7 separate regions of the Mus musculus genome follow, and regions 1, 2, 4, 5, 6 and 7 are each linked to region 3. Evidence: chromatin contacts called from public ChIA-PET, Hi-C and HiChIP or PLAC-seq data. All regions are on one chromosome and are shown on one strand. Each heading gives the region's core, a stretch centred on a gene start, on an enhancer-like site or on the middle of the called end of the contact. The rest is flanking DNA. Distances are from core to core; before and after follow the strand shown. Region 1 overlaps Tmem131 (transmembrane protein 131). Region 2 overlaps Tmem131 (transmembrane protein 131). Region 3 overlaps Mgat4a (mannoside acetylglucosaminyltransferase 4, isoenzyme A). Region 4 holds the start of Tmem131 (transmembrane protein 131). Region 5 holds the start of Ankrd39 (ankyrin repeat domain 39). Region 6 holds the start of Zap70 (zeta-chain (TCR) associated protein kinase). Region 7 holds the start of Actr1b (ARP1 actin-related protein 1B, centractin beta).

What was found. A called contact is a pair of places that touch in the nucleus more often than the background predicts. ChIA-PET counts read pairs in DNA pulled down with a chosen protein or histone mark. HiChIP or PLAC-seq counts read pairs in DNA pulled down with a chosen protein or histone mark.
Region 1: an RNA polymerase II ChIA-PET map of memory CD8 T cells shows a contact between it and region 3, with 12 read pairs. The contact joins two enhancer-like sites. A contact is called at or near these places in 1 of 484 Hi-C or Micro-C datasets (pre-B cells) and 4 of 115 datasets of contacts at active chromatin or transcription factors (large pre-B cells, memory CD8 T cells, microglia and 1 more).
Region 2: a Hi-C map of the HPC-7 cell line shows a contact between it and region 3, with 2.2 times the contacts expected there. The contact joins two enhancer-like sites. A contact is called at or near these places in 2 of 484 Hi-C or Micro-C datasets (the HPC-7 cell line and pre-B cells) and 1 of 115 datasets of contacts at active chromatin or transcription factors (pancreatic cancer cells).
Region 4: an RNA polymerase II ChIA-PET map of memory CD8 T cells shows a contact between it and region 3, with 123 read pairs. The contact joins the promoter of Tmem131 here to the enhancer-like site in region 3. A contact is called at or near these places in 1 of 39 promoter capture datasets (pre-B cells), 1 of 484 Hi-C or Micro-C datasets (the G1E-ER4 cell line), 5 of 115 datasets of contacts at active chromatin or transcription factors (effector CD8 T cells, memory CD8 T cells, microglia and 2 more) and 2 of 9 other capture datasets (adipose tissue and liver).
Region 5: a contact with region 3 is called in an H3K27ac HiChIP or PLAC-seq map of T-cell acute lymphoblastic leukemia, with 3 times the contacts expected there. The contact joins the promoter of Ankrd39 here to the enhancer-like site in region 3. A contact is called at or near these places in 1 of 39 promoter capture datasets (hippocampal neurons) and 2 of 115 datasets of contacts at active chromatin or transcription factors (T-cell acute lymphoblastic leukemia and pancreatic cancer cells).
Region 6: an RNA polymerase II ChIA-PET map of memory CD8 T cells shows a contact between it and region 3, with 246 read pairs. The contact joins the promoter of Zap70 here to the enhancer-like site in region 3. A contact is called at or near these places in 1 of 39 promoter capture datasets (embryonic stem cells) and 11 of 115 datasets of contacts at active chromatin or transcription factors (bone marrow-derived dendritic cells, double positive thymocytes, effector CD8 T cells and 7 more).
Region 7: an RNA polymerase II ChIA-PET map of memory CD8 T cells shows a contact between it and region 3, with 84 read pairs. The contact joins the promoter of Actr1b here to the enhancer-like site in region 3. A contact is called at or near these places in 2 of 39 promoter capture datasets (the C10 cell line and hippocampal neurons), 3 of 115 datasets of contacts at active chromatin or transcription factors (effector CD8 T cells, memory CD8 T cells and microglia) and 2 of 9 other capture datasets (adipose tissue and liver).

Annotation. Positions count from the first base shown.
Region 1 is chr1:36,806,565-36,810,512 of GRCm38.p6, forward strand. It overlaps Tmem131 (transmembrane protein 131), which reads right to left. Exons shown (of 41, transcript NM_018872.2): 29 at 3,717-3,902; 30 at 2,263-2,421; 31 at 1,320-1,912. Among named protein-coding and RNA genes, the nearest start is that of Zap70, 47 kb to the left of the region's middle. Within about 2 kb of position 1,382, at least 31 of the 459 cell types and tissues checked have an H3K27ac peak or open chromatin away from gene starts, as enhancers often do. A contact at or near this core is called in memory CD8 T cells, where this site is marked.
Region 2 is chr1:36,919,225-36,922,752 of GRCm38.p6, forward strand. All of the region lies in intron 1 of Tmem131 (transmembrane protein 131), which reads right to left. Among named protein-coding and RNA genes, the nearest start is that of Tmem131, 19 kb to the right of the region's middle. Within about 2 kb of position 1,662, at least 201 of the 459 cell types and tissues checked have an H3K27ac peak or open chromatin away from gene starts, as enhancers often do. A contact at or near this core is called in the HPC-7 cell line, where this site is marked.
Region 3 is chr1:37,476,425-37,479,957 of GRCm38.p6, forward strand. The region is part of intron 5 of Mgat4a (mannoside acetylglucosaminyltransferase 4, isoenzyme A); the gene reads right to left. Among named protein-coding and RNA genes, the nearest start is that of Gm39627, 25 kb to the right of the region's middle. Within about 2 kb of position 2,152, at least 101 of the 459 cell types and tissues checked have an H3K27ac peak or open chromatin away from gene starts, as enhancers often do. A contact at or near this core is called in the G1E-ER4 cell line, the HPC-7 cell line, T-cell acute lymphoblastic leukemia and 9 more, where this site is marked.
Region 4 is chr1:36,938,250-36,942,064 of GRCm38.p6, forward strand. It overlaps Tmem131 (transmembrane protein 131), which reads right to left and starts at 1,278. Exons shown (of 41, transcript NM_018872.2): 1 at 916-1,278. The coding sequence starts at 1,096.
Region 5 is chr1:36,545,439-36,549,028 of GRCm38.p6, forward strand. Ankrd39 (ankyrin repeat domain 39) reads right to left here and starts at 1,814. Exons shown (of 4, transcript NM_026241.4): 1 at 1,648-1,814. The coding sequence starts at 1,747. Sema4c (sema domain, immunoglobulin domain (Ig), transmembrane domain (TM) and short cytoplasmic domain, (semaphorin) 4C) reads right to left here. Exons shown (of 15, transcript NM_001126047.3): 15 at 3,201-3,590.
Region 6 is chr1:36,759,348-36,763,106 of GRCm38.p6, forward strand. Zap70 (zeta-chain (TCR) associated protein kinase) reads left to right here and starts at 2,451. Exons shown (of 13, transcript NM_009539.3): 1 at 2,451-2,595.
Region 7 is chr1:36,708,517-36,712,095 of GRCm38.p6, forward strand. Actr1b (ARP1 actin-related protein 1B, centractin beta) reads right to left here and starts at 1,409. Exons shown (of 11, transcript NM_146107.2): 1 at 1,290-1,409. The coding sequence starts at 1,337.

The DNA.
Region 1 (3,948 bases), core at 132-2,631, 670 kb before region 3:
CTTCACTTTATAAGCATTGCTTTGGTCATGGTGTTTTGTCACAGCAATAGAAAAGCAACCAAGACACCTGGCCTGGTCTTGCTGCGACCCACGCATTCTCCTGGTCTCTACAAGGGGCACACACCACACCCACAGGGACTTTCCTCCCTTGGTCTCCTGTGCCTAATCTGCAACTCCGAAACCCAAAAGCCCCTCAACGCTGTTGTCCCCTAGCTTGTTTGAAATGAACTATACCATGATTGATGGCTTGTGGTCGCACCCCCTTAGATGAACTGATGGAAAGGCTGCTTGCAGTCTTAGGAACCACATGGTCTATGCGCCACATTTCTTTCCAAGTTCTGAGTCCCCAATCTTGCGGTTCTGGATTGCTCTAGTCTTGAGGCCCTGCCACTGCCAATAAGGTGTATTCCTCTGTACCTTACCCATGAGGCTGCACACAAGCGCCTGTTCCCACTCCCACTACTCTGAAGCCTTCGCTCATGCTCCCTGTTAGACCTCGCTGTCACTCTGGCCTTGGATTTTCCATCCCTTGAATTGTTCACACTTCTCCTGTTTGTGTGGTTCCTTCTGGCAAAGTTCCTTCCCTAACCTACCAATTCTGCAGATCTGGTACATCCCTCACTCCTCTGCCTACAAGACTGTGATGTGTGCACGGCCACCACTTCCTGTTGTCCCTGTCCTGTTGGCCAGCCTCTTTGGAGGTTTCACCAACTATTTTTTCACTTGCTTCTTTTGCCCCTTTTCCTATTTAGAGAGAGGTGTCAGTGTGTAGCCTCACTGACCTCAAGCCTGTGACAAACTTCCTGTCTCTACCTCACCAGTACAACTACAGATGTGTGCACAGCTAGAAATTCTATTTTGAGTTAAGAGGTAGATGGTTTTGGTTTTAGCCCTGTTTTCAAAATATTTTTGTTTGTTTGTTTTTTGAGACAAGGTTTTTCTGTGTATCCCAGGCTGTCTTGGAACTCGCTCTGTAGAACAGGCAGGTCTTGAACTCAGAGATCCTCCTGCCTCTGTCTCCCGAGTGCTAGGATTAAAGGTATGTGCCAGCAATACCTGGCCTCAAAATAATTTTTAAAAATGACTGTAACAGTTATCACCGGCAGCCGTCCATCAGATTCTGTCTGGAGAAACAAGGGAAGAACAAGTTTCATGACAAGCAGTTGCTTCCGTTTGCACTGTGATACAGAGAGGCCATTGCTTCCCGCAGGAGATGGGTCTGAGCTACCTAACAAGGTGCTGTATCCACTGCCTATGATCCTGACTGCTCCTTCTCCCTCACACGCCTTGTTCTTTGGAAGGGGGTTGGACAGGGTTACCTTTGCTTTTTGACATCGGTGACGGAGGCTGCTCTGTAAACACGTCTAGGGGGGAGGAGTCGTGGTGGTCAAAGTCTTTGTCCATGGCTTCTATGAGACTGGTGATGTCGGAGTCCTCTGAGCTGTGCCGTGTGGTGCTGGCTCGCTCGGGGTGGGAAGGGTGTGTGAGGGGGGCAGGAGACAGCCTTTCGGGTGGTGGCTCCTGGTGCTGAGGCACTGGTGGTGGAGGCTGTGAGTGCTGCTCCAGTGGGCTGTGGCTGTGGCTGTGGTGCTGGCTGCTGTGCTGGCCCTGCTTTGCCCCTCTGGACTTCCTGCTTGCTGTGTGACCCTGGGTTGCTGCAGCTGTCTCTGAGACTAGGGGGCTGGTTTTGCTTGTAGACTGTGAGGCAGCTGCTTGTGGAGAAGTCCTGCTTGACATACTTGAACTGTTTCTGGTTCTGACGTTGTCCACATCAGCTGAGTTTTTGCTGCCATGGCTGCTGTGTGGGTGGACTGATGTGCCACACTGCCTGTGACTGCCTGTACCAGGCCGGGATGATGCGTTACTATAGAAACCCCTACCATGACTGTGTTCGCAGCCAAGTGTGTTCAAGCTGAAAAATGGATCAATTGAAAAATCAGTAAGCAGTAACTTCCAACCTAATACTAAGAAAAAAATTTCATTAGTAAACCCATCATAAAGAGAAACTAGGGACAGAAGTGGAAGGGATCAGAGCCACAACCTTCTACAGTTTGTCACCTCTGACAGTTATAAATAAGGTTAGGACTAATAACTAATAACTAAGCATATTTTGTCCCTGTTAAGAACTCTCATGAGTTCTCAGTATCTGAGCACCAGAATCGTTTTTTAAAAAATTCCGAGTAAAGATAAATTTCACTTCTTGTAATTATATCAGCTAAGTCTATGTGTATTAAAAAGTGGACTTTTAGTATATGAACATACTTTCCTTCAGATGAAATACCAACGATTCTCCTGAGATCAAATGGCCTTCCTACATCAAAGGGCGGGTTTGAGGCTTCAAAGGAGAGTCGCCTTCGGAAGGGCTCCCAAATCCCTTGAGCTTCCAAGTAGGCTGTTCCAATGACCAGGAGAAAGAGTGCACTGTGGAGCAGAGGGGCGGGTCAGCATTCTTTGCCAAAACAAGAATAATATTTGGTTACCACAGGCTCCTTGATAACTACAGAATGATGTAAAAACTCCAAGTTGTCTGTAACACACTTTTAAGGAAAGACAAAAATGAAGCATCGTAGTTCAGAGTTTATAGGACCGATCTCTGCGTACAGTATTTAGGCTGCACGGATGCCGGTGCGCTACATGCATGCAATACCCACGGGGGCCATAAAAGGGGATGGGCTCTCCTGGAGCTGGAGTTAAGGTGGTTGTAACTGCCAAGCGGGAGCTGAGAATTGAACCCACATCTTCTGGAGGAGCACCGGTGCCTTCCTTAACCACTGAGCTGTCTCTCCAGCCTCTGCACACCAACTTTAAAAGTTCACAACTGTGGCTGGCGAGATGACTCAGTGGCTAAGAGCACTGACTGCTCTTCCAAAGGTCCTGAGTTCAAATCCCATCAACCACGTGGTGGCTCACAACCACCGTAATGAGATCTGACGCCCTCTTCAGGTGTGTCAGAAGTCAGCTACAGTGTACTTATATATAACAATAAATGAATCTTTGGGCCAGAGCAAGCAGGGACTGAATGAGCCGGGTTGACTGGAGTGAGCAGGGCCAACTGAAGCCAGTAGAAGTCCTAAAAATTCAACCCCCAACAACCACATGAAGGCTCACAAACATCTGTACAGCTACAGTGTACTCACATAAACAAACAAACAAACAAATAAATCTTAAAAAAAAAGGTTCACAATCCTACACAGAAGCTGAGTGTGAAGACAATAATGTGCGTCAGAGGAGACAGCTGCAGTGAGAGAAACTGGATGGAGGTTCACCTCTCTTTCCCTTACGGATGTATAAGCAGCTATAAATAACTTATTGTAAGTATATTTGAGTCTCTAAAGTACGTAAGGAAATAAACTGATATAAAGATAAGAATGCCAAACCTTCAGAAACATTTCTACTCTGTCCTACGTTGCTTAGGCTTATAATGATGTTAATTACATATGCCCAAATAAGGCAACTATACCTGATATTTTGTGCTTGCTTTCTTATGAACTAGCATAGACCTCATTTGTTAAGCAACTTTCAAAGGTAGTAAGACTTTGCCATCCATGCCACCCAAGAAGGGTTCAGTTTGTTTAACTGTTCCCACTAGCACTCAAGCCTGACAGAGCTAGGGGTGTCTGCTGTGCCTGCTGAGACCCGGCAACTGTGAGAGAGCGAGTGGCCCCAGAGGGTGAGTGAGAGGCAGCCCTGGTTGGCTGCAGAGGAGCACACTGTACCTCATGACCCCGGAGATGATGATGTAGAGCGCGAGCTCCCAGTTGGGTCTAGGGAGGGCTTCTGCACAGGCGGCTAGCATGTGGTACGGAAGAGAGGCATTCAACACAAACACAAACTCGGAGCCACTGCTTGTCACAAACTTCAGCTCCCGAATGACTCTGGAGGCTGTGAAATCTGGAGTAAACCTGAGACACAAGAATGGCAGTGAGGTTCGTTTTCAAACTTGCTGCT
Region 2 (3,528 bases), core at 412-2,911, 560 kb before region 3:
ATTAGTATGCATGAGGCCCTCCATTCCGTCCCAGCACCAAATAAACAGGGTATGGTGTTACACATCTGTAATCCCAGCACTTAGGAGATAGAGGCAAAGAGGGCAGCAGTTCAGAGTCATCTCTGACTACACAGGCCATGCTGAGCTACCTGAGGCCATGTCTTTAAAAAGAAAAAAAAGAAAAAAAAAATCAAGACAAAAAATGAGATGTAACTACTAGATAGGGGCTCACAGAATCTGTATATAATCAAATAGAATATATTTAAAAGGTCCAGTGGGATGAAATATCTGGTAAAGGCACTCACTGCTAAGCCTAACTACTGAGTTCTAGTCCCAGAGCTCACACAGTGGAAAGAACCAAGTCCCACAAGTTGTCCTCTGACCTTCACACATGTGCCATATACACACAAAGTAAATGTAAAAAAGTCAATTGAAAATTCAGGTGGCATTTTAATATTAAGTATATTTAGTATATTAAGACTTTAAGATAGCAGCGAAAAGTTCTGAGGTGAACATGAGTGGGACATGAGCCAGTCCCACTTGTGGTTAAGCAGAATTACTGAGCCCTTGCCATGGGCCATGTGTACCACAGATAAACTAGCAGGCCCTCTATCTCACTGCAATGGGGCCTCTGAGAGTTAAGTCCCACCCTCAGAGGAGCTGCCTAGATACAAACAGAAATCTTCACAACCAGTCAAGCAGTGCTGGCTTACAGGAAGTGCAGGAGGCAAGGGGAACTCTCAACAGCCTCCACCTGTCCCATATGCTGCAGACAGATACTGGCCAGAGCAAGCGTCCTGGCTACTGTTATCAAGGACTACAGGCCATCTACAGCTCTCCACTCAAACCAGTTTTCTAAGGAACTCCCATTACAATAAAGAGGATATGGCAACATTTATGTTAGTTAGCTGATAAATTCACTCACTAAGGAACAATTTGTAACTACTGGGTATATCTAGGTTAAGCTTTTATCTCCAATGCTACAGGCACTGAGGTCACCCAGAACTTGGACTTCGAGCCAGCCCCTTGAGAGGAGCAGCAGTGTGTGCCTGGATAAACAAACACTGCTGTTCTAGCACCAGGTCCTCCCAGGCACTAGGCCAGGCTGCCTTTGTTTGGGTCCTGTTTCCTGGCTTCTGCTAGCCGGTTACCTCCCCCTTCTCTTAAGGCAGACACTTAAATGCCTATCTTATGTTTTCAAAACCATTTCCTTTACAGATCCTCATTACTGAGCCTTTCAAGCCTTCTCTGCTATCTCCAATGCTTATCTCTGGGCTGGCACGCCTCTTGATAGGCTGCCATTGAGTCTGAGTGCAGTCCTGCAGTGAGTCAGAATCTATCTCCACACCCACCTGGTGAAGACTGTTCCATCCTTCTCTATAGACAGTCTGCTCACAGGAAAACAACCTAATGTGTGTATCTTCAAGATACTTCAGGACCAGAAGCAGGAAGAGAATGCTCCAAGTTCACACTCCCCAATGTAGCTGGCTCATATTTTCCCTTCTTTGATTCCAGAGCTACCTACCAGATGTTATCATATAATGCAAATTAGTCACTGCTCTAAATTCTGCTCAGCACCTTTGGAAACACCCTGTCTGGGGTGGAGCTCTGCAGGGGTCGGGGCATCTGCCTCCAGGCCAGTCACCTCTGCAATCCAAGATCCCGGGCGGCTGGTGTGGTCCACCTCTCCTCCTGTGGACTGGGAATGACTATCCTAGTGCAGCTATGGCCAGAACTGAAATGTTGCCAGGAAAAGTGCTGCTGTAAGCTAAAAGTAGAAAGCAAGAGACTCGTCCTCCAGGGGATACACTAGGAAACTTGCTTTCCTACTGGAACACTATGCAAGGGAATGGAATGAAAAGTTGGCATACACTATTCAAATAAAATACCACCTTAAAGCAATGCCTACCGATTCACTGGGGTCCATCCTTAGCTCCACTCTGCCTGTGACTGTTCAATAAGAATAAAGGTACCGATGAATTATGCAATAACATTATGCAGCTTGACTGAGTAAAAAAGGGTAAAAAGATGTAAGTAGAGATGCAAGCCAAAGTTAAGAGTATAGTGAAGACAGAACAAAGGGCAGAATGTCTCTACGTAAAAAGTTACCGGACACTAACATTCCTCAACCTAGACAAAGTGCCTGAGAATACAAGAAGCATAGGCACGTCCATTTCAGTCAAGGAAAGCCCACATTTGGAATTTCCATGCAGGGAACTACATGGTTAGTAAATGACAAACTAATATATAAGAGCATTCATCTGAGAACCTCTGACCTATTCAGCAGACAATGAATTTAGGCAGAAACCAGCCGGGTGAAATAAAAGGACACGTGCTTGCTGACTGGGTCCCAGGGCTAGGGCCAGCAGAGAGGATGACAACTCAGACTGAGTTCTGCCACAAAGACAAAGCATCATCAAGCATTTTGACCAGCTTCCAAAAGTCTGCCCTTCTGGGCCTGTGGCTCATTTTCACCCTGGACGTGCAGTAGCAAAGCACAAGAAAGTAAAGCAGCAGCAGGTGCCACCAACACCTGCGCACTTCCAAACCAGCCCCAGCCCCAGCACCACCGCCACCGCCACCCTCCAGCTCACTGACCCGCATCAAAGCCCTCTCAAGCCCTCTCTGATGCGGCAAGTTTGTAATGCAGCTGATGGGGGAAAGACAAGAGGACAGAGAATGACTGACTGACATCACTGACTCCCCATGCACTGTGAGGTCTGCCTTAAGAGTTTTATCAGCTGCGATATAAACATTTGAAGACAGAGGTCAAACACTGAGCCCAGAGATCGCTGCAGCAGCAACTATGTGAAATGACACGTGACAATGCCATCGGTGGAAGCAGCTGTGAGAACCTAACTGTTTAGAAATGCACATAAATCATCTTGTCCATAGAGAGTGTACAGAGCCTTCGAAGAGGAGCCTGTGTGACCTACAATCCCAACACCTGCTACAGAGTCTATAACCGCTGGCCTGTGGCACACTGCTGAAGGCCTGCGAGGAAACGGCCCAGGCACATAAGCACTTGCTCTGTTTGATAAACAAGCAAAAGCAACAAATAAGTCAGTGTGATAAGCGGAAGCAACCTTTATATGATTTCTAAGAGGAAAAAGTCAGCTGACATAGTTCCTGAAACTGTATTTGTGGTAGTCTTTTTTCATAAGCTTGAAAAATTTGTAGAAATTAACAAACACAAAACCCTGAGAAAAATCTCAACATAAAAATGAGAGTTACACCTGGTTAAATAAATACGTCCAGCCAGGGGTGGTGGTACACGCCTTTGATCCCAGCACTTGGGAGGCAGCAGCAGCAACAGGTGTTATCTCTGAGTTGGAGGCCAGCCTGGTCTACACAGTGAGTTCCAGGACAGTGAAAGCTACATAAAGAACCCTAACTTATATTTACAGAGGAAAATCTATACAAAATCATCATACTGAAAAGCAGGTTTACAGCCTTGCTGTTTCTAATACGGTTTCATGTATGCAGAGTAAGAAAATTCTCTATAAAAATCATACTTCTTTATTCTAT
Region 3 (3,533 bases), core at 902-3,401:
TCTATGGACAGGTTGTATTTTACTCCCTAACGTACCCACCTCCTTTCTTGTTGGATCATGACTGAACTCCATGGGATATGAAATAAATACATTTTCAGTCATCATCTATATGATTTATAACTAACATGTATATAAATATCTTAAGGGTTTAGCTGCTGAAAAGCAACAGGCCAAGATACTACTGATGCCCAAGTATGGTCACGCACCGTTTAAAATCCAGACAACCGACTAGATTAGTACAGATACAGGGCAGAGCGCCTTCCACACTGTAGAAGCTCCGGCTCCAGCCTCCCTCCCCACCTGCCCCATTGTGGCCCCTTTCTGACCCCTTTCTGGCCCCTTTCTGGCCCCATTCTGGCCCCTTTCTGGCTCTATCCTGCTGCTTTAACTACTTTTCCTCCTGACTCCTCCTCTTAGCAGCTACATTCGACATCAGAAGACACAGAACTGATCAACGAGTATCTTTATGATTGGACTAAAACTTCCCCCTAATCACAGGGCAAATCACCCCTCAATTGGAGGCAACTATTTCAGAGGCTGAGGCTGAACCCCATGGCAGGAGCAATCATACCCAGAAACCAGACTGCCCCCTCAAATGATGACAGGGATGGAAGGAATGCTTTGCAGATTCAGAACTGAGACACACAGATCTCAGAGCATTGGCCTGAACCAGATTTCCTGACAGTCTGTCAAGCAAACTCCAGAGCCCCTTCTGTTTCTCGTTTCTACCAAATCTCCAAGTTCTATCAGGCCCTGGAGACAGACTTTGGGTCCTGAAGCCCTTCAATTGTTCTGTCTCACATGGCCGTGTTGACTGAAGCAAAGTCCTTTCTCTGTTCTCATCAACAATAATCTGGAGGTGTGGTTGAGGCTAGCCCATCAATGATCATCTGGATGTGTAGCCGAGGCTAGCCCACTGGGACTCTGAAGACAAAACTTTAACCCTAAACTCTAGTAATTTTACCAACTCAACCTACTAAACACCTCTATGAAAATATGTCATGCAAGCATACAGGCAGGATCCATTTCCTCTGGGCGCACATGAAGCACAGAAGCCAACAAACGAGTACTGAGAAGGCTGAAAGGGACACCACCACGTAAATGGTGTTCTCTGACTACAGAGGGTTTGAAGTGGAGATTGGTTAACAGTGGGGATTGTGAGAAATTCTCAAATAGGTAAGAATGTAAAAACACATTTCTACGTAACCCATGGGTCAAGGGAAAAAATTACATAGGAACTTAGAAAGTATTCTGATCTGAATGAGAAAACCAGGGGGCATGTATGGGGTGCAGGGGCTGGGGAGATGGCTCAGCAGTTAAGAGCAGTGACTGCTCTTGCAGGGGACCTGTGTTTGGTTCCTGGCAACTATACCAGGCAGCTCACAACCATCACCTATAACTCCAGCTCTGGGGCGATCTGCCACTTCTGGCCCCTGCGGGTACCACACATGTGGTGCACACTCCCATTCATAGTCATTCACATCCACCCTCCTTCTCTTTAAGCTTAAAAAAAAAAAAGAACTTGAGATATAGTTAACATGGTTCTTAGAGGGAGCTTATAGCTTTGAATTGCTTACATTGCTAAAGAAAAAAAAAACCCCACCCATCATCTCTGCGTGCATCTTTTTAGGAACAAAGCAGCAGAAAAGCAAAACTGAAAGAACTGTGGCTGTGAATGCCACAGAGACAAGACAGAGTCACAGGGTCTGTGTCTCCTCCTCCTGCCAGCTACCCTGAGCCCCAAGACTTCTGAGGTCTCAGAGGTGAAAAAATGCAAACAGAACTCAGGGAATGGAGCCAGGACAGACATTCACAGCCAGGATAGATATCGGAGAGCCAACGGTAGTGCTGCACGGACTGCTCAGCAATCTGTACATCAAATTAGGAGTTAATCTCCCCCCGAAAACAGAGAGCCATCGTGACAGAAAGAAATACTCTTGTACAAATTTCAGATCGGGGAATTTATCTGTCATTGTCCCCAGCACCTGCTTCACAGTGGTACTTCAATAAACACTCATTCAACAAGAGAAAGAGTCTGAGAAAACATAATTCCAGTGAGTGAGAGCCGTGGCTGAGGCTGGCAATATGCCTCATGTACTTCAGGGGAGGAAAGGTTTAAAACTGCACAGGCGACTAACCTCACCCAAAGCACACAAAGTGAGAATCTAACAGGAAAGACTGAGCCTTAGAAAGCTTTGGAGTGGTTAAGACAGTCAGCAGGCGTCCCCAAGTTCCTTCCTGGAAATCACACAACCGTTATCAATGAGACGCAGATACAAGAACCACCCGCTTCACTCTGAAATATTAACAACTGAAATTCCCAGACTCTCGAGGGCATGGCTTTGTCTCATGACCAGAGGTGACAAGCAAGAAGAGCTCTGTGGCTGAAGGAAAGTTGGCAAGTTTATTTTTGTAAAATAGTAGTAGTAGAAGTAGTAATATAATTATCGCCCAGGTGCCTAGAACACAGCTTTATCCCCTGTCAGCCAGTAGCCTAAAAGCCCATACCCTCAGTGACTCATAAAAATACAAGTAGAATACAAAGTAATAAGAAAAAAGGTTTCTGAGTAGAGTCTATCAACAAACTCACTGAGAGAAGAGAGAGGACAGAGGGAGGTGAGGGGACGGAGAGGACGAAGGAAAAGAAACTTGCAGTCAATGACTTGACCATTGCCTTAAGGAAAAGAACAAAGAAAACCACACTCAACTGAAGATGTTGCCATAGAGACGTCACTGCAATGATTCTGAAGGTGTTTGGAAACACAAAGGGCTTCAACGTCTGAAGCAATCCTGAGCAGACCAAAACTGTAGGACCAGACTGTGCGGCGGCGTCAGTACTTCCCACCAACCTACAGGAGGCGGTGAAGTGCTGGCATGAGGTTTAGCTCCAAATCCAGATAATGAAATACAACAGGAAACACACACACCTAACAGTCACTGAATTTTCAATAAATATGTCAGAGAGGTCACGGTGTTCACAGTGTTCTCTCAACACGAGCAACTGGGTTAATGAATGGGTGATGGTCGGAACTTTCACATTACCTTATACCTCGACAGAAGCTAACTCAATGGGGCATAGTCATAATGTAAAAGTTAAAAGTATGACCATTTTCAGGAGGATCACAGTGGGCAGGGCTCTCTTACATCACTAAATAATCAAGAAAAATGCACCCACATACATGTCCACAGGTCAACTGGATGGACGCAAACCTACCAACTCCGGTTCCTACTTCCAAGTACATAAGTTTGTTTCAAGTTGACAAAAACTAACCCTGACAGTCTATGGGACAGTTGTAGGAGAAGCTTAGCTGAGTTTTTCTCAATCAAGACAGGAGGAAGAACATCCAAAGGACAACAGTGTTTGCCGAACACTGATAACTGCAGCATGAAGCCAAAACAGGATATGAAGAGAAGAAGGGAAGGGAATACACCAAACCGGTGTAGAAAGCGGGACAAACCTAACAGAGCAGGGGCAGCGTCACACAGCACCACACAGCCATCTCACCCTGAAGCCAAACGCAGCCCCAAAAGCA
Region 4 (3,815 bases), core at 28-2,527, 540 kb before region 3:
CATTCACTGTGAATTAATTCATGAAGGTTCTGTGACTGCTCACACTTCTCCTTGGGCTCACGTTCAGAAACAGGTAGTCCAGAACACCCCCACCCCCAAATTAGTCTTCAAGACTGCAAAGTAATTTCTGATCTTGTCAAAGTACCAGTTTTACAACCTTACAATATTAGAGGAGTTATTAAAACTGGAGTGCGGCTTCAATTGTGAGTTACAGGTGAAGGGTGTGCAAGCTGGGAACTTGACATTCGTTTCTAAGGGCTCACACATCAAAGAGAAAGGCACCGAATTACGTGAGGATATTAAAGCAGAAATGGAAACCGGCTTCCAGTAGCTTACTAGAGGCAAATGAGAGTCTATTTAGGGCTAATAACAAACGATCCTCCATACCGCAAAGGGATAGTGAAGAAGGATACTAAGGAAACAAGAGCCTCTTCAAAGAGATGTCCCAGCAAATAGAAATTTTATAAGCCGTGTATTGAAGCCTTTCCACCAGTCTCGCTTTTTTTTTTTCTTCTTTTTTAACCACCGCATTTTAAAGTGAGCTCGGTCCGCATGCCCAAATTAAAACCTGACAAAGGGAAAACAAGAAAAGCGTCCCGCGATCGACCTAGCAGGAGCCACCAAGAAGCCTAAAAGCGGGGTGCCTCCTCGCATAGCGGGCCAAGTGGCAAGAACCTACAAGAGAGCTCGGGAAGTTTTATGGGCACTGACAGTAGACGAGGGAAAGACCGGGACACGGTGAGGGGAAAGGAATCACGGAGCAGCGGCAGAGCCGCGGCGCGCGGCCGACGCGGCAGCTCGCCGAACCCCGAGTCGCCGGCTCGGGACGGGGCTCGACCCAGCAACTTCGCGCCGGCGCCCGTCGCGGGCCTCCCTCTGCCGCCTGTCGCCCGCCGCCCGCCGCCGGCAACCCACCTTCCTTCTCGGCCCGCGCCGCGGCCACCACGAGGGTCATCACCAGGTGCAGCGCTCCCAGGAGGCCCGCGGCTGCGCTCCGAGGACCCCCGCCTCGGCCAGCCGCGGGCTCCAGCCCGGCCGCGGAGGACGTGGAGGCGGCGGCGGCGGCGGCGGCTGCTCCTCCCGCCCGCTTCCCCATCCTGGCGGGCCGGGGGCCGCCGAGCTCGAGGTCCTGCGCGACCCTTCTCCGCGAGGCGACGGCAGCGGCGCGGGAGCCGTGGTCCGGGCTATGGCCGCGGTGCCCGAGGAGAGAGCGGTTGTGGGCCCAGAGCTCGGGCTCCCGGCGTGGGTCTGGGTCGGTGCGTGCGTGGGAGCGAGAGTGTCAGTCACAGTCTCGGCATCGGCATCGCCTACGAAGAGCCGGAACGGAGAGGCCGCGGGTCAGGCACGGCGGGCGGCCATACTGGAAACGGGCAAGGGCCGCGGGCCCCGGCGCTGGCCTCTAAGGGGCGGGGCAGAGCGCAGGGGCCCGCCCCCTCCGTGCCAATACCTGGGCGGCCCGCCGGTTCGCGTGCTCCCCGTGGACTCCGTGAGCTCCGGCTCCTCGCCCCGCCCTCAGAATCACACGGGCTTCACCGACCGGACGGGCCGGGGCGGCCAACCGCACCCTGTCACTGCCGCACGGCCCGGGAGAAGGAGGGAGAGGGACCCGGGCCGGCCAGGAGTTAAGATGGCGGCCGGAGCTTCACGGAGGCAATGACGGCAGTCACGTGGGAGATAGGGTAGCCACGCTGCGCAGCCGCTTTGGTGCGTGGGCGGGGCCCGGCCGCGCCTCCGACGCCGGGACAAACCCGGGTCTAGTGGTACTGCAATGTCCGAGCCTTTCAGAGGGCTGAGTGCGCATCCGGAGCCCAGCGCCGACAGTCCGTGCCAGTGATTTCTCGGGTCGCACCTCTGCCTCTCGGTGGCTTTGACGTGGGAAGTGTTCAGGGTCCGATTCAATTTCTTGCAGTGCTTCCTTAAGAACGGGGGACCCGCCCTCTTTACATTTGTGTCTTCCAAAGCGTACCCAAGAGGGACTTAATGGAACCTTCGTACCTCTTGTTCACAGGAAGCCCTTTTTATGCAGTTTCTTTGCTTGCTTGTATTTGGAAACTTACCATGTGTGTAAAAAGCATTAGTTGGGGCGGGGTGGAGGAACAAGGCGAGGTGTGCCAGAAATCAGACTGGGTTTTCTCTGTCTTGGAATGATCAATATGTTTCTATGCGCATACTCCTTTCAAAGGCCAAAATCAAAGATGGTGTGTCTTAGTCTCCTGTAAGAAGCACCTCATGTCTCCCAGGTTAAAGTTTGAGTGTGTGTGTGTGTTTTTCTGTGTGTCTGTTTGCTCGATACAAGTCTTAATCTAGGCCCTTTGGGGAAGGGGAAGGAAGGATATTGTCACAGTTTGGTAGCCTGGTCACTTCCCCCCAGAGCCTAGCCCCAGAGTCTTTTTTTGCTTTTCTCAGCTTTTGGTTGAGTTAGTCGATCTATTTAAAAGGCCACATTTGCCTATTGCATGTCTTAGAACAAACTAGAAAAGAAAATGGGATTTCAGAAAACCTTTTTTAAAAGGTACTCAACGTTCTTCCTTCTGCTGTCGTCCTGTTTGTGAAGCAAACATGTAAATTAATAATACATTTTGAAGGCGTCCTCACCCCCGATGGCTTTTGGTTTGCCCCCCACCCCCACCCCCAAGGCATTCTCCTTCTGTAGCCTAGGTTGACCTAGAACTCACTGTGAGCCCAGGCTGGAGTGGAACTCATTGTGTTCCTTAAAAGTCAGTAGAATACTGGGATTAGAGGTATATGCCACCATCCCTGACTGCTGTTTTAAAGAACATTAATTTTTTGAATACTAGCACTGAATTTAAGTTAATGGTTTTCAGTGCTGGGTATCCAACCCAGGGCTTAAATTTTCTTCTTAATGTAATGAAATCTCAATAATTATCTCTAAACTGGCTTTTGAAATGTGCCTAAGGTAAGAGATTTATATGGAAGGTTTCTAACACTGGGAGAAATTAAGCCCAAGGAAATGTAAGTGCTTCACTGGGTCATAGTTTAGCTTCCAGGGTGCTGGCAATAGTCCTTCCTCCACTGCCAAACTCGAGGCAAGCAAGTCCCTCCAACCTTGAAAAGTTCACTTCTCTAAAGCAGGCATCAACCACATTCCATATTAACCCTAGGCTCAAAAGCCCCTTGGGAAACAATTTGCATGTGTCATTGGCACTTGAACATATAGGAACATGTTCAGCAGAGGTCAGCTTCTCATGAATCTACTGCCTCTGCAGTGGGCCCTTTTTCTTAACACAAGTTCTTTCCAAGACCCTATACCTAACTGTGTATTTTTGAGCTGTGTTCTTTTTTTTAAATGGCTCCTTGGAATACTTGAACAGGCTTTTACCTGACTCTTTAGAGTCAGCATTTGGGCAGGGGCAGCCCTAACAGGCAAGGTAGTCTTAGGCCGGCCTGTCACTAACACCAATTAAAGAGACAATTAAGTGAAAAGCAGGGCAAGGAGATTTATTCAGTGTGGCCACAGTGGGAAGAGGAGGGTTAAAGGTCCCCAGCCCGCTCTTAGCAGTGTTTAACACAGGTTTCAGTTTAAACGGAGGGAGGGCAAGAGGTAGTCATACATAAGCAGTCTTGATCAAGGCTTGCCCCTGCCCATTTCTTTCTGTAGTCTCCTTGCAATGTGATCTGAGGAGCTATCCAAATTGTGGCAAATCTCTTCCTGGGAGACAGGTTTCTCCTGAGGCTGGCACCCAGGCCTCAGCCTTTCACTTCCTTCAAAGGGATATTTCTGGGGAAATTCCAATTCCTTGGGGTCCATCGTTTGAATAGTCTGATTGCCAAAGGGAGTGGTTCAAGAGCCTTTT
Region 5 (3,590 bases), core at 564-3,063, 930 kb before region 3:
ATGTGAAAAATAAATAAAAGAATAAGCTGATAAAATTGCAGCAGGTGATAACAAACAATTTCTGAGACAAAGTGTCTAACATGCTCTGCCTTGAACTGGCCTTGAACTGTGACCTTCCCGTCTCAGCCTTTGAGTCAGTCCAAACTGCTACAAAGAGAGCAAAGCATTAAGGTAACAGGGTAACCAGAGTGGAAATGCCAGGGCTTTGAATACCACAAGGTTTCTTCCTCCACACAGGAAGGGCTGACATTTTGAGGCAGATCATGTCTGTTGTGGGGAGCCAACCTGTGCGGGTCAGATTAGCTGTGACACACAAAAATATCTCTAGACCTAAACTGGGCATAATTGTCCCCAGGTTGAGGACTCTCTAAGGAAGGGGGGTCCCTGAAGAAGTGCCATAGAACTGAATGCTGGCGGGAAAGCCTCAGTCAGCCTGAAGCGGACTAACAAACAAAACAGACCATGTCATCGGACAGAGGGCTTGCATATTTTAGAAACATAAGGGTGATGGCTGCAAGGGTGAGAACCATAAAGAGGTACAGAAACACAACAGTCAGTCTGGCTTGGGGAACTAAACGCAATAGGAGGCGCTGGAGAGGCGGCTCAGTTAAGAGTTCTGTCTGCACCAGGCCGGTGGTGGCGCACGCCTTTAATCCCAGCACTCAGGAGGCAGAGGCAGGCGGATTTTTGAGTTCGAGGCCAGCCTGGTCTACAAAGTGAGTTCCAGGACAGCCAGGGCTATACAGAGAAGCCCTGTCTCAAAAAAAAAAAAAAAAAAGAGAGAGAGAGAGAGAGAGAGAGCGCTCTGGCTGCTCTGCAAAGGACCAGGGTTGTTTCTCAGCTGGTCACATCTGTAACTGCCAATTCCAGGGAATCTGAAGCCCTATTCTGGCCTCCAGGAGCTAAATGCACATAAATAGTCTTTAAATTAAAAAAAGCGTAAATGTAATCATCTCATTTGTTATTTTCTAAAGGTACAGCGGAGAAAACACTTCAAGAGGAGGAAGCGGGGAGTCCTATTATGTCCCTAGTCCAAAAGATGGGGGTAGCAGAGGTGTAGAGAAACGCCGCCCGCTAGGAAGCCATTCCTATGGTAACCATCAAGTGTTCCGTATCATCAGCCCTACACTGATGACAACCTTGCTACAACTGCACAAACTACCTGTTCCTGGGGATAACATGGTAACCGGCACAGAAGAACAGGGACCACTGCTAATAGCAAAATCTCTGTATGATTTTGGACAAAACAGTCACACCCCTGCGCTCCACAGTAAATCTTTCGAGATCACTGTCATTGCTAAAACTTGTACACTCACACCCGAGAGCAGCAAGGGCCAGCTGCCCTGACCTCCCCGGTGGATACGAACCACCAACTGCAGATTCTTTCCCTAGCTCCTCTGTCACCTGACCAGGCTGTCTCCTAGCTGGGTTGGTCTCCAGACCCAGTTCAGAAACCAATGCCTCAATTTACCCGTCCGCACTCGAGACGGAGTAGTCGAGGGGCTTCCTGCCACGCTTTGAAGCCAGCCTTCCTGCACCAGGCCCGGAAGCTCCAAACACGGTTCGAGGCCTCCTTCAGTCCACGTTCCCGGAGATGGGGCTGGAGATTGCCCGCCGCCGGCAACGCGGCCGCCTCACCCCTCTCACCCCTGTCGAAGTCCATCTCCTCCAGCGTCTGCTGTACCCCGGGCACCGCACTAGGGTGAGAGCAGCAGGAGCCATCCGCGCAAAGGTGCGGCGCCGCCATCCCGGCGGCCGGGACTGCAGCCAAGCGCTCCTACGAAATGCCCACCCCTCCGTCCCAGGTTGACCACTCGACGTCCGTAGTTGACCTTCGAGTCCCGCCTCCTCGCCCCAGGCCAACCAATCCTGCATTTAGACCTTAGCTTAGCAACCAATGAAAGTGGTGAGGTGTGGCTGGATAGACTGAGCCTTGCTGCTTTGCTACCACGGGAGGGCGCCCAAGGCTAACTAAGCACAAGGAAGAGCAAAGGCTCGGGAATCCGTTGAGCTCCCCGGGAGGAGGCAGGACAGTTCGTGCAGCCTCGCCTTGTAGGGTGAGGGGACCAGGCAGCTTGGCCTGTCTGGTAGTGTTTATGTCGCATTCGCCAGAACCGAGGCCTCGCAGGTTCCCCAGGGCACAAGGACTCTAGACGCGGCCCATAGTCCCTCTCTCATCTCCCAAGCATCACTTGAGCTGTAGGCCATCCATGGTCAGATCAGTGACCCGCCAGAAAGCTACTAACACTCTGACCCTCGTTCTTTAGCAATCCATCAGGAAGCAGGTGGCCTGAGGGCAAGGACCTGGTAGACCACCTTTGTGCTTAAGCCTCTGCCCACTCAGTGGGCGCTGGTTGCCAACACCCACTGGGCAGACAACTGAGCTAAGGGAAACACACTCAAGTATTTCCCAGCCTCTTCTGACCCACACTCAGGGAAACAGCAGCCTGCTCAAGGGTCATCCAAGTGTATGGGGGGTGGGGGGTGGGGTGGCAGCTAAGGGTGGGCAGAGAGCTCACTGTGGTCTCTGTTCCTATGTACCGGTTAGATTGATCTAAACCAGGTGTGTCCAAATTGCAGCCAACAACAGCATCAAATTTAGCACAACACAAAATCTTAAAATGTCTTTTTTTTTTCCTCCTTCCTATTTTCCTTCTCGAAATCCGATTGGCAGGCAGCTCTCATTAAGGGCGCTCAGAAATGAATCCAGGCTGGGCCTGTTGTTTTTCCCAGGAACATCTGGGCCTACACCACTCCCTCACTAAGACAAGGGCTTGATACTGACTGGGTGGCAATAGGGGACTATCCCTACCCAGATAGGACATTCGAGACTAGCATTCTTCCCCTCCCACGGAGCTTGTCCTAATCTCCATCTTTATAAAGACACTGTCCACACAACTTGAGAAGCCTCTCCTTCAGCCCCTGACTCCCTGCTCACCCTCCCTATAGTTCTGGGAAGACCGTCTCCTTCTCCTCCTCTTCCCGAACGCTCTGCCTTGTTTCCCTGTGGCACCAGGCCAAGTCCAGCTCCCAAGCAGAGTAGCCCTGCTCTGGCTCCCAGTCCCATAGGCATCACTGTGGGAAAACACTTGAGTCTCAGCTGGCCCCTCCAGAGATGCACGGACAGGCATTAAGACCATGATGGCCCAGACCAAAGGATGAGTCCCTCTTAGGTCAATAAGTGGGTTTGAGTCAAAATATCTGTGTGGCAGGGTTAAATTTCATTTTCTCCATTTTATTTGTCAATATAAAAATACTCAAATATTTACAACAAATAAATATGTGGGGACACAATAAGTTACACTGTTAGCCCTTTTCCCAGAGCAGGGAGAGGATAGGCCAGTATCCATAGCATGCCCACCTCCTCCCTTCCCTCCCCCAACAACCCTTCCCAGCCCTGTCAGAAGAGCGCAAATATAAAATACCACCGAACCCGGAGGGCAAGTGGGAGGCCCTGCCCACCCCTCCCCCTGAAGCAGGAGGTTCCATCTCCACCCCCAACCCCCGCCCTGAAAACATTCACAGCCCTAGGAGCAGGGCTAGGCCCACCCCCGAGTCCCGCACTCCCCCAAAAGGGGTACAACACCCTG
Region 6 (3,759 bases), core at 1,201-3,700, 720 kb before region 3:
CTTGGGTTCATTTGCAAGGATGATGACCACTTTCAATTTTCCCAGCCTCCTACGTGGTGCTTGGCAGCTTTCCGTACCCCAGAGATTCCCCTGGAGAACGCAAGAGAATTCTGGGGCTGCACAGCATAAACCAGAATGTTTTACAGGCTGTGGTTCAGCTAATCCCACAATGTCTGGCTATGAACAGGAAGTCCAAGATGCCAGTAGCTGCCCAGTCCACAAGGCTGGGTGCCTCAGCTGGCCTTCAGTGTAAGTAGGCTCTAATGCCAGTGAAGGAATAGCCATGCTGGCAGGCTGAGGGCAAGCAGGCAAAGAGCCTGCTTCCATGTCCTTGTATCTAGGCTTCCAACAGAAGGTGTGGCCCAGACTAAAGGTTTGTCTTCCTGTCTCAAGATCCAAACCAAAGACTTGTGTGTGTCTTCCTATCTCAGAGGTCTGGACTAGAAGTAGATCCACCTTCTTCAACCCAAGCAAAAAAAAAACAAAAAACAACAAACAAACAAACAAACAACCCCCCCCCCCAAAAAAAAAAAGAAAACCAAAAAAACCTTACAGGTGTGCCCTCCATTTCTGGATTGTGGTTCATTCCAGATGTAGTCCAGTTGATAAGGATAGCTATCACAGGCAGAGTTTGTTTTCAGGCCTGTTTTAATATTCACAATGGCCCCAAGAGGTAGAAACGGATGAGGGATAGAAGGCATCCTAGCCAGGCCCAGAAGGAAAGTAGCTGAGTCACTGTGTGTGTGTGTGTGTGTGTGTGTGTGTGTGTGTGTGTATGTGTGTGAGTGAGTAGGGGCAGGGGGGTGTCAATCCAGGAGGGACCCTGGTGAAAGAGGTTGTCCTTGTGGCTGGGGCTGCAGGGCAGGTGGAGGTGGTGGTGTTGGCAATCGAGTTGACCTCTCTGGAAGGCTGAGGCTCCATCTCCTCCCCTCCCAGGGCACCTGCCATATTTTTCCCACTTGAGGTCTGATGTTCCTTTAGCTATGGAGCCAAACATGGCCTGCCTAGTTTCAGCTGCCTGCGCACTCGGGCCTCTCTGGCCAGTGTGAGGCAGAGGGAGGTTTCCTAGAGGAGGCCAGGTTGCTTCTCCTCAGAGGCACACCTGGAGGTGTTGGGGCACAGGTTCAATTTTTTTCCTAGGCTCTGAGTTCACAGTTTACTGGACACCCCCCCTCCCACCAGACGCGCTGAGTTCCCTAGCATCCGGTAGCCCTTCCCTCTGAAGTTCAAAGGACGTGCCTCCCTCTTGCCACCTCATGGGACAATGCTCCTATCTGTGGCGATCTGCATCCTCTCCTCAGTGAAGCAGACATACTGCGGGCTGCAGCTATGACACTGTTTCCAGTCGCAAGCTTCTGGACACGAAGTGGGACAGGAAGGGGCTTGTGGCTTGCTGAGACCAAGATGTCCCTTCTCTGAGCACTGGAGATTCCCACCTCGGAGGAGGAGAATGCCGCCCATTTCCCCCACCCCCAACCCCCATCCCCGGCCCCTGATGCTTTCAAGTAACTGGTGTGGCTCCCAGAGACCTTGGGGCAATGCACATTTCTAGTATGATCTAGATATGTGAAGTGGTCAAGGTGGTAGACCCTTGTGGGGCTGGACTAGAGTGTATGAGTGTCGGGGGACCCCGCCTACTTGTCCCAGCTCCAGAGCCAGTTCTTCCCAGAGCTCCTGTAGAATAACCCTGCCATCGTGGCTTTTTCTAGGTGAACACCAGCCTAGCTCTGGAGTCCCAGTGGGCTCACCCCTCCCTCACCCCAGCTTTAGAGCTTTAGAGCCTGCCTCTAGGGTTCCGGCAGAGGCCTGCCCCTGGATGCTTCCAAGAAATTGGGCACTGTACTGTCTAGATTTATATCAACTTGACACGTATTATAGTTATCTGAGAGGAAACCTCAATTGAGAAAACGCTTCTATAAGGTTGCGTTGTGGGCGTCTGATGGTGGGTGGAGCCATTCCCAGGCTGGTGGTCGTGGGTTCTAGAAGAAATCAGGCTGAGCAAGCCAGTAAGCAGCAGCCCTCCATGGCCTTCGCATCAGTTCCTGCCTCCAGCTTCCTGCTCTGTTTGAGTTCCTGCTCCAACATACTTCGATAATTAGCTGTGGAAGTATAAGCCAGGTAGACCCATTCCTCCCGAACTTGCTTTGGTCACTGTGTTAATCACAGTAATAGCAACCTTATCTAGGACAGGAACACATTGGGGACCCCTCCTTTCCAGAACTTGCCCTTCCCCCAACACTCCAGGTGCCCCCCTCAGGTGGGGGCTCACTGTGGGAAGCAGCCTTTGCCCCAATCCCTGGCTGCTACAATCCCCACCTTCCTCTTGTGTTCCCGACACCCTGCGGCTGGTACTGCGTGACCCCGGAAATGTGCTCTGCCCCGCCAGGAGCATGTGGCCTGTGATTTTCCTTCCACACAGCATTTTGTTGCTTTGACGTCAACTTCAAACACGGCTCTCTTTCCTGTCTTCGCATCAAGGAAATAGGCTGAGCTGCAAAGAAAGGTGCTGGTGAGAAAAAGTGCTCTGGGGACACCAGGCCTTCCGGCTGGGCCCTGCCGTACCCTGTGAGCTGTGATAGCCTCGAGGGTGTCCAGGTGAGTGGCCACCCTTTAGCCTTTGGTGGAGGGAGTGTGACTGGGTGTCACTCCCTTACTCTGATCTCTGTGTGAGGAGGGTGGGGTCCGCAGGGGCCTGAGGCTGGGCTTGGGTAGGCCCAAGTGGTAGGGACCTGAGACTTTGCAATCGGTGGAGCTAAGGGGCGCCCTTGGGGAAACAGGTCACCCGAGGGGTGCCGGTGTCTTTTTCTGGGTTCCTAGACTCCTGTTGGGTCGGCTCCTTGGCTTTAGAAAGCAGCACAGGCAGGCTGGTACAATAGGCCTGTGAGCTTGGACAACAGAATGTCAGTAGCTCTGGAGAGGGGCTCGAGTCAGGCTCCACTCGGAGTCAGGTCATGTTAAAGCAGGGGAAAGGAACTATCACTAGATCTCTGCTCCGTAGCTGTGTGCTCTTGACAGTTGTCTTGGCCTCTCTGAATCTGCATTTAAAAAACAGATACAGAGTTGGCTGCCTGTTAAATGCTTGCCTTGTTTGTTGGCCAAGAGGCTGGAAGAGGTATCTCAGACAGTGAGGCCTGGCAGAAAATAGCAGGGTTCCTGTGAACGGTCACAGTGACATTCATTGCTCTTGTCTTAGCTAGGACATCAAACACACAGTAGGTGTTTACTGAAGCCTTGCTGAAAGATTGGGGTCACCAAGTCCTAAGTTGGAAAATCGAAGGTGTCACCTGCTAAGGTTCCTCTGACAAACCCAAAGTTCACCTGACCTTCAGTTTTGCCTTTGCAACCCCCGCAGATGCTCTGGTGGGCCAGCAGCCTGGAGGGTGTTAAAGTTTACACTTTTTAGGGCCAGGGGCCTGGGTCCATTTAGATCTGCCTGCTCTTTATTGCTGTGTGACCTTGGGCAAGTCACCCCACCTCTCTGTGCTTTCACAGTTTCTGTATCTGACACCTCATTCAGTGTTCAGGGACATAGGTGCCATATAGTTAATAGGTTGTTAGGATGCTAATTGTTATCATTAGCTCTGGAGGGTCTCAGGCCCTGATCACAGATTCTGGAAACTTCCACGAGGCCTGCAGCATCTGAACCACCCTATACTGACCACCCCTGCTCAGGCCCAAGGACCACAGGAACGGGGTCATGCTGACCTAAAGCCAGCTGACGCCGCCTGTCCCCAGTGGGCACTAGTGTCTGGAGATGTT
Region 7 (3,579 bases), core at 159-2,658, 770 kb before region 3:
ATGGGCATCCGTGAAGAGAGACCACAGATCTCCTCTGTGAATGCTCTGGCTAGTACCTGTAGGGAGAGGAAATCAGCTACACTTTAAAGATAGCTAGATGCTACGCCTCAGCCTTACTCTATTCAAGAACCCTTGTCTTCACCAGCAGACAGAGACCACATACTGGGTCCATGGAGGGGAACCACTTGGTGGTCTCCAAGTACCTTTCTTGGGTAGTAAGAGGAGAGGCAGTCCCTGTCCCTGCTGGAAGCTGGACCTAGGCTTTCAACATGAACTGGACACACCTTCCACTTAGTAAATGAGTCACCTACTCACACCCTTTGCCTACCAGTCTCTATTAGGGCCAAAATAACATATCCAAGTAACAAGCGAGAGGCTCCAAGCCCAAACTCAGCCAGGCAGGTGCCTCTGAGCTCATTAGCTTGTTGGCCACCAAACAGGTAGGTAGCCTGATGTACACTGTAGCCTGCCCCAAGCACACCCCCAAAGTCCAGGACTAGCCTCTCTGATAAACAAGTTATGATTTAAGGGAGCCCACATGGGTGCTCCAAAAAAAGGCAGCCACAAAGATGCCATCAGGGGCTCACGTGGGAAGGAGTCAGTTCCCAGAAAGAGAAGTGTGTCACCGTCAAAAGCTCCAAGGCCTACACATCAGCTCTGGGCACAGCTAGAGAAAACCCCAGCCACGTCAAGGCCTCTAAGGATAGACAGCTCCTAGGGCCACTGAAGGTAAGCACAACCCAGGCTGGAAGACAACGCCCCGGGAAGCAGGACCTCTTTTCTTTCAGGCTTGCAAACTACTACCCCAAACTGCTCCGTCCTGGGGAAAGTGGCTACACTCTCCGAAAAGATCATTTAGAGTGAGGGGGTTAGTTAAAGCGGCAAAGAGGCCACCAGGTGGTGGCTGGTGGAAATTAACGTGCAGTGTTTGCTTCTGGGTGCAGCCCCTTGGGAAGTGTTGTAAAGATCACCAGGCCCTTCAAGAGATAAAGCCAGCAGTGTGCAAGAAGTCAAATGTCAGCCGACCTCCATCAGGCGGCCAGAGCTTACCACCAAGCAAAGGGCCAGGGGTCTTAACTTGCCCAGCGATCCCACCCCAGACAGACGCGTTCACCGGCCTAGAGCATTAAGGACCGCCTGACTGTGATCAGCTGTACCGCACATCCTGGACTCCGAGGGAGGTGCTCCCGAGGCCCACCCCTGGCCCCACCAGCGTGGGCCACCGCACGCCGCCTGCGACCCCGCGGCGGGTCACAGTCCTTCCCCCACCCCCCGCTGCCCGGCCTCACATTGTCGATGACCACGGGCTGGTTAGCGATGATGTCGTAGGACTCCATGGCCCGGCCGAGCCGGCCCTGCCCAGCAGGCGGGCTGCAGGAGGACCGGCGGGCTACAAGGTTCGCGGGGAGACCTGGACGGATGCGACTCCAGACACCGCGCCGCTCCCCTCCCCCAGTGCGCTGCCTACGCGAACGCGGCCCCGTGGCCAATCACAGATGCCAAATGACCTGATTGACGGCCGGCGCCGGGGAGGGTTGCTGGGGGAAGTGGGAGGGGCCTCTTGGAGCCGGCTAACCAATTGAAGCTTTCCGGAAGAACAGCCAGGCGTTGCCAAGGTAGGCTGCGCGGCCGTAAGATGATGTCATGGCTGGGTTCTTAAAGGGGGCAAGAATTAAAAAGGAGGTGGTAGGTCTATTGAAATCAGGAAGTCTTTTGAGTTCACCTACTGGAAGGTCTTTCTTTTGATGAGACATCTGTGAGCATTCCTCTTCTTAGGATGTCAGCTCTGATTATTTCAACGGGAGAGTTAGTTTAGTTAGATTTATTCATCTTTTTTGGTTTTTAGAGGTAGGATCTCTGTGAAACCAAGGCTAGCCTTCAACTTGTGATTCTCCCGCCTCACAAATGCTGGAATTACAGGCATGTACTACCATACCAAGCAACAGTTTTGGATTTAATAAGATTCAAACGCTAGGTGAATAATTGTATTTTATTTTAGAAGTATCATAGATTTACATTTAGACCTATGTTTAATTTGAGTTAGTTTTTATACATGTATCAAGTAAGCATCGGGGCATTTATCACTAAGGCTGTCTACCTGGGGTTTGATCCCAGAGACCCATATGGTAAAAGAGAACCGGCTTCCACAATTCTGATTGCTACAAGTGCACCATGGAATATGTACAGCCACACACACACATTCGCAAACAAAATAAATAATGTACAAAAAAAAGTGGGGGGTTGGCAAAGAGAAACTGGGTGTGATCATGTCATTCCTGGTAACAGGGAGGCAGAGGCAGGCCAATATCGGAGTTCCAGAGGTTGACAGAGGCTACATAGTGGAATCCTGCCTCAAAAAATTATATATATATATATATATATATATATATATATATATATATATATATATATAATTTATATTTATATAAATTTATAATGAGAGAGAGAAATTTTTTTCAAATTGCCTTGGTGCCTATGTCAATAGTTGATAGTTTCTGTCTACCTTTTATTCTGTTTCACTGGTCCATTAGCCAATAACACATAAACTTGTGGCGTCAGTTTTATGTTGTTGGGCAAAACATCAGAGAAAATCATCTTAAGAGAGGTCATATCTCTTAACTGTTTGATAGCGTTCACTCATGAAGTTACCTAGATCTTGAGTTTTCTTTGTGGGAAGAAAGTGTGTATATTTATAATATACAAATTAAGTTTTTAAAAAAGAGATGTAGACTGGTTCTGGTGGTGGTGGCAGCTTCCCCTTTCCATCCTCCTCTTCCTCTTCTTCCTCCTCCTTTGGTGTGCTGAACACAGAACCTGCACCTAGATAAGTTCTCTACCAACTAGCTACACTTGCGGTCTTGCTGTATCTTCTTGAGTTACATTGTTTTGTTACTTTGTATGTCATGGAATTTGTCAGCTTTGGGCAAATGTAATGGGCAAAAAGTTGTCCATAATGTATCCAGGGTTTTCTTTCAGTGTCTACAGAGATGTTTCCCTTCTCACTGGACACCTGGGATGCCCCCCCCCTTTTAACCCTGATCAGGCAGGCTAGAGCAGGGGAGCAGCAGTTCTCAATCTGTGGGTGGCAACCTCTTGGGGATCCCCTAAGACCATTGGAAGATAGGGATTCAAGTTATGATTTACAACAGTGGCAAAAATTACTGTTATGAAGTAGCAATGAAAATAGTCTTATGGTTGGGGAGTTACCACACAGGAGGAGCTGTATTAGAGGGTCACAGCATTTCCTCAAAACACTAGCTTTCAATTTCATTGACTAGTCTTTCCAATGGTGCTTGCATTCCTTTTTTTTTTTTTTTTTTTGGTTTTTTGAGACAGGGTTTCTCTGTATAGCCCTGGCTGTCCTGGAACTCACTTTGTAGATCAGGTTGGCCTCGAACTCAGAAATCCACCTGCCTCTGCCTCCTAAGTGCTGAGATTAAAGGCGTGCGCCACCACGCCCAGCTTGGTGCTTGCATTTTTAATGGATTGTAGCATTGACTATGAAGAAGAGTATACTGTAGAGAAGTTTGTAGCTCACAGACACTAGAGTATTTTCTATTTACCTCTCAACAGGACAAG